Linked DNA regions of Mus musculus: region 1 is linked to region 2. A link is a contact called in public HiChIP or PLAC-seq data. All regions are on one chromosome and are shown on one strand. The core of a region is the stretch at or near the end of the contact, and the rest is flanking DNA. Distances in the headings are between cores, read along the strand shown. Region 1 overlaps Map4k5 (mitogen-activated protein kinase kinase kinase kinase 5). Region 2 holds the start of 4931403G20Rik (RIKEN cDNA 4931403G20 gene).

What was found. HiChIP or PLAC-seq counts read pairs in DNA pulled down with a chosen protein or histone mark.
Region 1: a contact with region 2 is called in an H3K27ac HiChIP or PLAC-seq map of embryonic fibroblasts, with 21 read pairs. The contact joins the enhancer-like site here to the promoter of 4931403G20Rik in region 2. A contact is called at or near these places in 1 of 15 datasets of contacts at CTCF or cohesin (the NIH/3T3 cell line), 22 of 484 Hi-C or Micro-C datasets (the HPC-5 cell line, the HPC-7 cell line, LSK cells and 16 more), 6 of 115 datasets of contacts at active chromatin or transcription factors (the HPC-7 cell line, the NIH/3T3 cell line, embryonic fibroblasts and 2 more) and 4 of 9 other capture datasets (adipose tissue, embryonic stem cells, liver and 1 more).

The regions. Positions count from the first base shown.
Region 1 is chr12:69,877,154-69,880,782 of GRCm38.p6, reverse strand. All of the region lies in intron 1 of Map4k5 (mitogen-activated protein kinase kinase kinase kinase 5), which reads left to right. Among named protein-coding and RNA genes, the nearest start is that of Atl1, 14 kb to the left of the region's middle. Within about 2 kb of position 1,527, at least 123 of the 459 cell types and tissues checked have an H3K27ac peak or open chromatin away from gene starts, as enhancers often do. A contact at or near this core is called in adipose tissue, embryonic fibroblasts, embryonic stem cells and 5 more, where this site is marked.
Region 2 is chr12:69,841,473-69,845,117 of GRCm38.p6, reverse strand. 4931403G20Rik (RIKEN cDNA 4931403G20 gene) reads right to left here and starts at 1,432. Exons shown (of 3, transcript NR_038173.1): 1 at 1,375-1,432. Map4k5 (mitogen-activated protein kinase kinase kinase kinase 5) reads left to right here. Exons shown (of 32, transcript NM_201519.2): 10 at 700-762; 11 at 2,149-2,230; 12 at 3,082-3,198. 4930512B01Rik (RIKEN cDNA 4930512B01 gene) reads right to left here. Exons shown (of 8, transcript NR_033573.1): 8 at 3,238-3,645.

The DNA of each region.
Region 1 (3,629 bases), core at 278-2,777, 36 kb before region 2:
CTTAAAGAATTGGACATAGGACTTTAAAGCCTGAGGCACAATTAGTTACTTCTTTTGTGTATAAGCCAGCTACTATTCCTTTCTTTAAACCTTGTAGATGCTCTGTTGTTAATTTTTGTAGTGTTATTCCAGTTCTTCCATCTGAGGTCTGGAAACCTGATGACCCTACCGAACACTTTCTGGACACAGAGAACCTTACTGAATATTGAGACTCCTGTTTTCTAGTTATTTTTTTTTTAAAAAATGGAGGAAGTGAAGTCAAAGCCTTCAGTTGGCTTCATAAAGTTTTGTAACCCTAAAAGTATGCAAGAAGAAAGTTACTGTGGAGTAAGATGACTTTATAGATAAATTTATCTTTTTCCATGTAATAATTTGAGTAGCCATCTGGTAAGAATTAACTAAGATGTATAACTATCCTAATTCCATTGTATTGAATTTCTGGGTGCTTACCATGCCTGTCTGCGTATTATACAAATAACTTGCTAATATAGGAACTAATATATTAAGATTTCTTTGTAGAGTGCTGTGGGAATTTATTTCATTTTGTAAGCAGTACAAAATCTTCAAATTCTCTGTGTTAGTTTAAAGCACAGTACACTGGAGGGGAGTGTTGGAGTTTACAATTCAGTATTCCAAAATCCAGTACTGCTTTGGGTTATATTGTGAAATTGCATAGTTAAGTGTCTGGAAGATCACTTGATTTGAATTGAATCTGAAAAGTCTCTGTGTGTGTGAACATGGGCATCCCCCCCCCTGAAAGCCTCTTTGCCTTTCATTATAAAAGAGCCTGGTACTGCTTTCTGTTTTAAAAATTCAGCTGGAAAATTACCGAGTACAAACATTTGCCCATCAGTTCTTTCCTACAGAGACGACAGAAAGCCGTCTCCCAGTGCAAGCTGACATTTGAGTGTCTCTGTCGGTGACGGTTGTAGTTTGTGGCTCTTTGCTTTTACTTTTGTAACTACATATACTCTGGCTTCTACACAGTACAACTGATTTTAAAATACCATTTTTCTGAGTTTCCGTGGTTGTTTTCAAATTTTCCAAAGCTCTGTTTCTTTCTGAGCCACTCTGGGGAGAAAAAAGGAGTCCTTGGGCATAACTTTTTTCACTTTAGTTATTAAGTTGAAATGGTGTGTTTATACTGGTTCCTGCCCGGTCCAAATGAAACTCCACCCCTCAAGCCCCCAAGGCAATCCAGGTATCCAGAAATGAGCACATCTGGGGTATAGGAGCATTCCTGTCGGTAGATAGCAGCCAGCATTCCTCAGAAACTTGTGAAACCGGTTCTCTGCCTCCAGGAGTGATTTCCCTTTTCTCTGGTAGAAGGGATTTATGGCTGGCTACCTGTGGTGTCTATGAACATATCAAAGCCCACACAGGCCTCCTGGCTCCCTCAGCCTCTAGAGCACCCATTACTCATTTCAGTCTTAGCTGGCCAGCATCCTAGCCCTTCTCAGCATCTCCTCCCCTACCCTAAACTCCCTCCAGCTCTGTGCTTTCCTCTCCACTGCTCTTCATTCTCCTCTAACCCGCTGCCCCTCCCATACTCTGCTCTGCTAATCTGCCCTCTCTTGCAGCCTCCCTCTGGCCCACCATGGCCATTCTATTTCTTTGTTGACTGTTTCTCTCTCTCTCTCTCTCTCTCTCTCTCTCTATTTCTTTGTTGACTGTTTCTCTCTCTCTCTCTCTCTCTCTCTCTCTCTCTGTGTGTGTGTGTATGTATGTGTTTCTCTCTTTCTCATCTGTAATAAAAACCTCCCATTAATCATATCAAGGAGCAGCCGTGTCATCAGTTTATACACTAAGAATTGATGTGTCTGAACAGATATATTCTTTAAGTAATAATTCTGGAAAGTGTCTTATCAGATGACTTAATCCTTGTGCATTTTTATAGTTACAAAGTTGATCAGACAGTTACATAGAATGTATTTATCTATCCCTAACCTGTATTCAAGTTCACCTTGTTGCCTTGCGTTTTTGTGGAAGGCCTGTGTGTACCTCCATTTAAATAAAGGTTTGCTCCTGGCGCTGCGCGTGCTTTTTGAAAAGCACATGATGATGTGTTTCCAGTGTTGCAGCCTCTCAGAGAAAACCTTGGCGGCCCCCAGAATCCTCTACACGCCCCCTCTTTATTTCTCTTGCTAACCACTGATAGATAATATCTTTAACTTTGGCCTTTGTTGTGGTTGGTTGGGTTTGGTATGGAGGTTGTGGTTGTGGTTGTAGTTGTTTTCCCATTTCCGAAGCTCTGCCTCTTCCTATCCTGCTCTATTCTGGGTGGGGTTATACCTTATTGTGTTTATACTGATAGCTTCTTCAGGTTGACTTCTTCGGTTTACATTATTTAAGGCTCCTCCATCTGTGCTCATGGCCTGTTGGCTCCTGCCTTTATTACCAGTAGATGCACCACAGTTACCCATTTATCTATTGAGTGACATCATGAATGTCACCTGTCTTATTTTATTATGGATTGGCTGCTATAAACATCAGTGTGCAGAAGTAAGTTTTCGGTTCACTTGGGTACATGCCTAGGAGCAGAGATTGCTGTATCATGTGCTTAGCTCTGTAAGGAACAGACAAATGTGCACTGTCCGTGTCTCTGCGTGTAGACTCTTAAAACTCTGCCTAATCCGAGCCGGCTCAGCACTTAAGGGCACTGGCTCTTCTTCAACAGGGCTTGCAGTTGATTCCCAGAACCCGCATGGCAGCTCGCAGCTACATGTCAGTCCAGCTCCAAGGATCTGAGTCCTTCTCATATCTGTGAGCACCAGGCCTGTGGGTGGTGTAAGCCATATGTGAGGCGAACCCCATGCACAGAAAATAAAAGTAAATCTTTAAAAAAAAAAAAAACAAAACAGAAAACCACCCAACCTAATCCAAAGCCTGGAGGCACACACTGGAAACTGTCAGCATGGTTACCGTAGGAAGGTGACAGAGGAGTACCATGTTGGCTGACATTATAATTTTTTTTTACAGCAAGATCTTACTCTATGATAGTTGTATAGCTTTTTTGCCAATTTTTTTTTTTAGTTTGTGAAAATAAAAGTAACAATGAATCAACAAGAGCAAAACCAAAGTGGTTCAGTCTACTTTCAGTGTTATGTTCCAGTGACAGGAAGTTGGAGTACTGTGTTCTCTGTATTCACAGGTCGGTAGAGCGCCTTCCAAATGTCAGGCTTTCGGACTACACACTTACCCAGCCTTGAGATACCAACAAGACTTGGGATAAGGGCTATCCTGAAGCTAGTTTGTGGCTGGAATTGTGTCAGGCAGTGTCTCCTGTGTTAACCGTGTGTGTCTTACAGCCTTGCCTTAACTTGAGGCTTACCTGCCTTCTGTGGTTATGTGCGACTCTCTAGTGTTCTTGTTGCCCTTATCCTTCCGCTCTTCTTCCCGGTAAGGAACTTCACTCTGTCCATAGCTGCTTTCCTGTTGTCTATAGAATTCCAGTGAAGGGTTTGGGAGTTGTCCTAGACAAAGAGTGACAGTCAGGAAAGGTGCTGGCGTACGAACACTTGAGTGGCCAGTCCTCCATTAGCTACAGGCTGATGAGGAAAGAATTTAATCTGGATTTTATCCCATCCTTCAAGGTGAATTTTACACATGCTGGAAGGTTTCTGGCCGTG
Region 2 (3,645 bases), core at 183-2,682:
ATGATTTGTCAGAATCATAGATGCCAGGCTTTGCTTAAACCTATAACTTAATTTTAAAGGAACATGTCAGTGCTGTGTAATAAGCTAAGGCACAATTATGTAAATATGCCTGCAATATAGTATGAGTTATGTAGGTACATGTGGTAATGAAACTGACATTTTATGTCTTTGTTTTATAAATAAGGGCCTGTTTGACATTTAAAGATCTTTTTTAAAGCTAGCAGAAGTATTCCAGAACCTTCCCAAAACACAAAAAAAGCTAAGGACTGAGGCACATCCCAGCAGTAGAGGTGCTTGTCTGGCTAGTACAAAGTCCAGGACTTGACCCCGTGTCATCAGAAAACAAAACACAAATATTAAAAAATTCCATATCCTAGCTGGAGAGATGGCTCAGTGGTTAAGGGCACTGACTACTCTCCCAGAGGTCCTGAGTTCAATTCCAAGCAACCACATGGTGGCTCACAACTGTCTATAATGGGATCCTATGCCCCCTTCTGATGTGTCTGAAGACAGCTACAGTGTACTCATATAAATAAAAATAAATAAATCTTTTTTTTTAAATTCCATGTCCAAAGCAATGTCTTCAGTGCCTTTCCATGAGGGAGTCTTACACAAATTTACAACTGAATATTCATCCTGGCTGTCGGTTGCAACGATGAAGTATCTTAGTATTGCCTTTAACTGAAATTTCTGTTTCAGGGCTCTCTTCTTAATGTCAAAAAGTAATTTCCAGCCTCCAAAGCTAAAGGACAAAACTAAATGGTGAGTTACAGATTACACAGTGCTGAAGATCCGGCAGTCAGTTCAGTACGTTCTAGATGACCACTCCAGGGCTTGCAGGCGTTGAGCCGCATACCCCATTGGTGCATGACTGTCCGTCCCTCTGTGAGCATGTGGCAAGGAGCCAGGTTTATATTCTAGACATCCCTGTCATTCCCAAGCAGCCACTTTCCACTGTGCTGCTGTCTGGGTGAAAGAAACGTGCTGAGGAAGGGACTAGATGTGAATATGTGAAGGTTTGGAAAGTGCGCGTGATGAGACAGTCCATACTGGGAGATTCCAGATTCGAGTAGACTCTGAAGGGCATTATGTGTTATAACCTGAGGGGAACAGCTTCGTCTATGAGCAAGGTCATCTTAGGGTGGTGGCAAGAATGACGGGCAAGCCACGCAGTAGTATGCCTTTCTGTGCTGACACTGGCCCCAAGCTCCTAGCGTTTTAGAACTAGAGGACTTTGTGACAAGAATGCCTTAATATCCACTCAGAAACAGTAAATACTGTATACCAACAGTGAGTTCATGGTCAGATTCCAGAGACACTGGTAACATCAGAGACTCCCGACCAGTCTCCTGCCGTTTCTCGAGTGTCACTTACAAGTCACCACAGGCAGAACAGTGAGGCATCTCTCCGCTGAGATGTGCTGTGTTGTCTTGGCCGGTTACTATGGCAACCTCCTTGGTTCTTAAGCTATTTTCCCCTGGTGGAATCTTGACGCTGTCAGAAAGAAGCCTGTTTGTTATTAGTAATGAAAATAGAATTCTTTCTCTTTTCTTTCTTCTTTTTTTAAATTTATTTGTATGTATGTATGTATGTATGTATTTATTTATTTTTTGCTTCTCCCTCTCCCTGCTTCATCAATGCAGGTAGCAGGGACATCTTTTTGGTTGCTAAAATCATTCATTTTTCTTTGCCCTTTCATTATGAATTCCAGAAATTCTTTTAGAATTTAAATTGTCTTGTATTAGTCTCTCTACTCTCCATGTAATCTAACTCAGTATGGAAATCAAAAGCACTCTGTAAATTAAACAATAAGAAAAGGGCATTTGGCTTTTACAGCACCTTGAAAGAGAACCTTAAACCATGCATTCGACATGGCCTGCCGCCTTCTGTCTGTAGAGCGGTGTTTGAAGTTACCTGTTCCTGTTGCTGTTTAATTACACAGTACTTAGACAAAACAGCTGCACAAATGTACAAGGGCAGACTGTGGTCCATGTTGAGGTTTTGGCCTAAGTAAGAGGAACTAAGAGGCCTAAGGAAAAAGGGGACTTTGTTTCTCACTTTCTAACTATTCCTAAGTTGATTTTATATACTAACGGCAGAAAACTAATACAAGTGAAATATTTTTATACTGTCTCTTTTTATTTGAAGGTCATCGACATTCCATAATTTTGTCAAAATAGCACTAACTAAAAACCCCAAGAAAAGACCAACTGCTGAAAGGCTTCTGACTGTAAGTCACTGGATCCCAGGGTTCTGAGGCTCCCGGCAGCTACGTGTGTCACTAAAACAAAAGTAGACATTGTAAAACTTGGGTTGTTATTCCTCTCAGGGATGAATGCAGGCATCAACCAACGTTCTTTCTGTAAGGGACAAGACTCTACATATTTCTATCTGCATAAATATTTATGGTCTGTACAGTTTCTATCACAACTATTCAGTTTGACACAAAAGTACCCATAGACAGTATACATACATAGGCATAGTTTTAACCCCCAAGAAAACTTTATTTACAAAAGTAGTCAGGACACCAGATTTTGCTGAGGCTACATTTTGAGAATACTCTTCAAAATCTTATCATCTAAGATTAGTTGCTTTCTTAATTTATGCAAATGTATAATATATTCTACATGTATATGTAATGTACAGTAACCTAAGAAAACTCTACGATTTAACTGAATTGAATGGATGTGACTATATAACATGCTTTTTCTTACTGTTTTGAAACATCCCACTGTATTTATTTGTATACCAGGATAATATATAAATGAGCATCATTGTTTAGCTGGTTATAATTTACAGCATAATATAGATTAACTGTACATAGAGAAGTGATTCACATTGTCCTCTCACACCACAAGTGTCCGATGTGGTCATAGGTGGTCATAGGCTATCAATCATAGGTGCTCACAGTGATCATAGGCAATTGATGCCTCCACTTCTGCACTCCCCATGTCTCAATGCAGACTCCCCTGCTCATCTCTTCTTACAAGTTACTGACTTAAAAATCACAAGTAACGTTTTTTTTAACTATAGGTGTGAAGGCTCATTTGTGAAATGTTACTGTGTTTGATTTTTACTTAGCACACTTTTGTTGGGCAGCCAGGCCTGTCTCGGGCGCTCGCGGTTGAGCTGTTGGACAAGGTGAGCAATCCGGACAACCATGCTCCCTACAGTGAGGGCGATGAGGACGACTTGGAGGTAAGAGCAGGAGACCGGCGAAGGCTTGGGGAGGTTTTGAGATTTTTAACGTGTATTCTCTTTATTTCAGTGATTCATTTAATGTTGACTTTATAGACAAGGTATCATAGGATACAGCTTGGCCTGGATCAATATGTTGATCAGGCTAACTCCGAGTTCTCGGGTATCCTTTCTCAGCCTCCCAAGCGCTAGGGTTACTGGTATGAACCACTACACCCAATTGAGGGTTTATTTTCTAATTTACACCTCAATTTAGTTAAAATGGGTGAAGCCACAAAAATTAACAATGTAAACTCTGTATACATGCTCACTTAATTATAGCCTTCGAAGGCTTTCCTACTCCTGTTCTCCTCGCAGTTCTGAGGTCCTCCTCCTCCCCCCACACACGCAGGCCTAGAATTCCAGAGGTGCCTTCTTCCAGACCTCAGCTTGTAGTGAGATGTGATC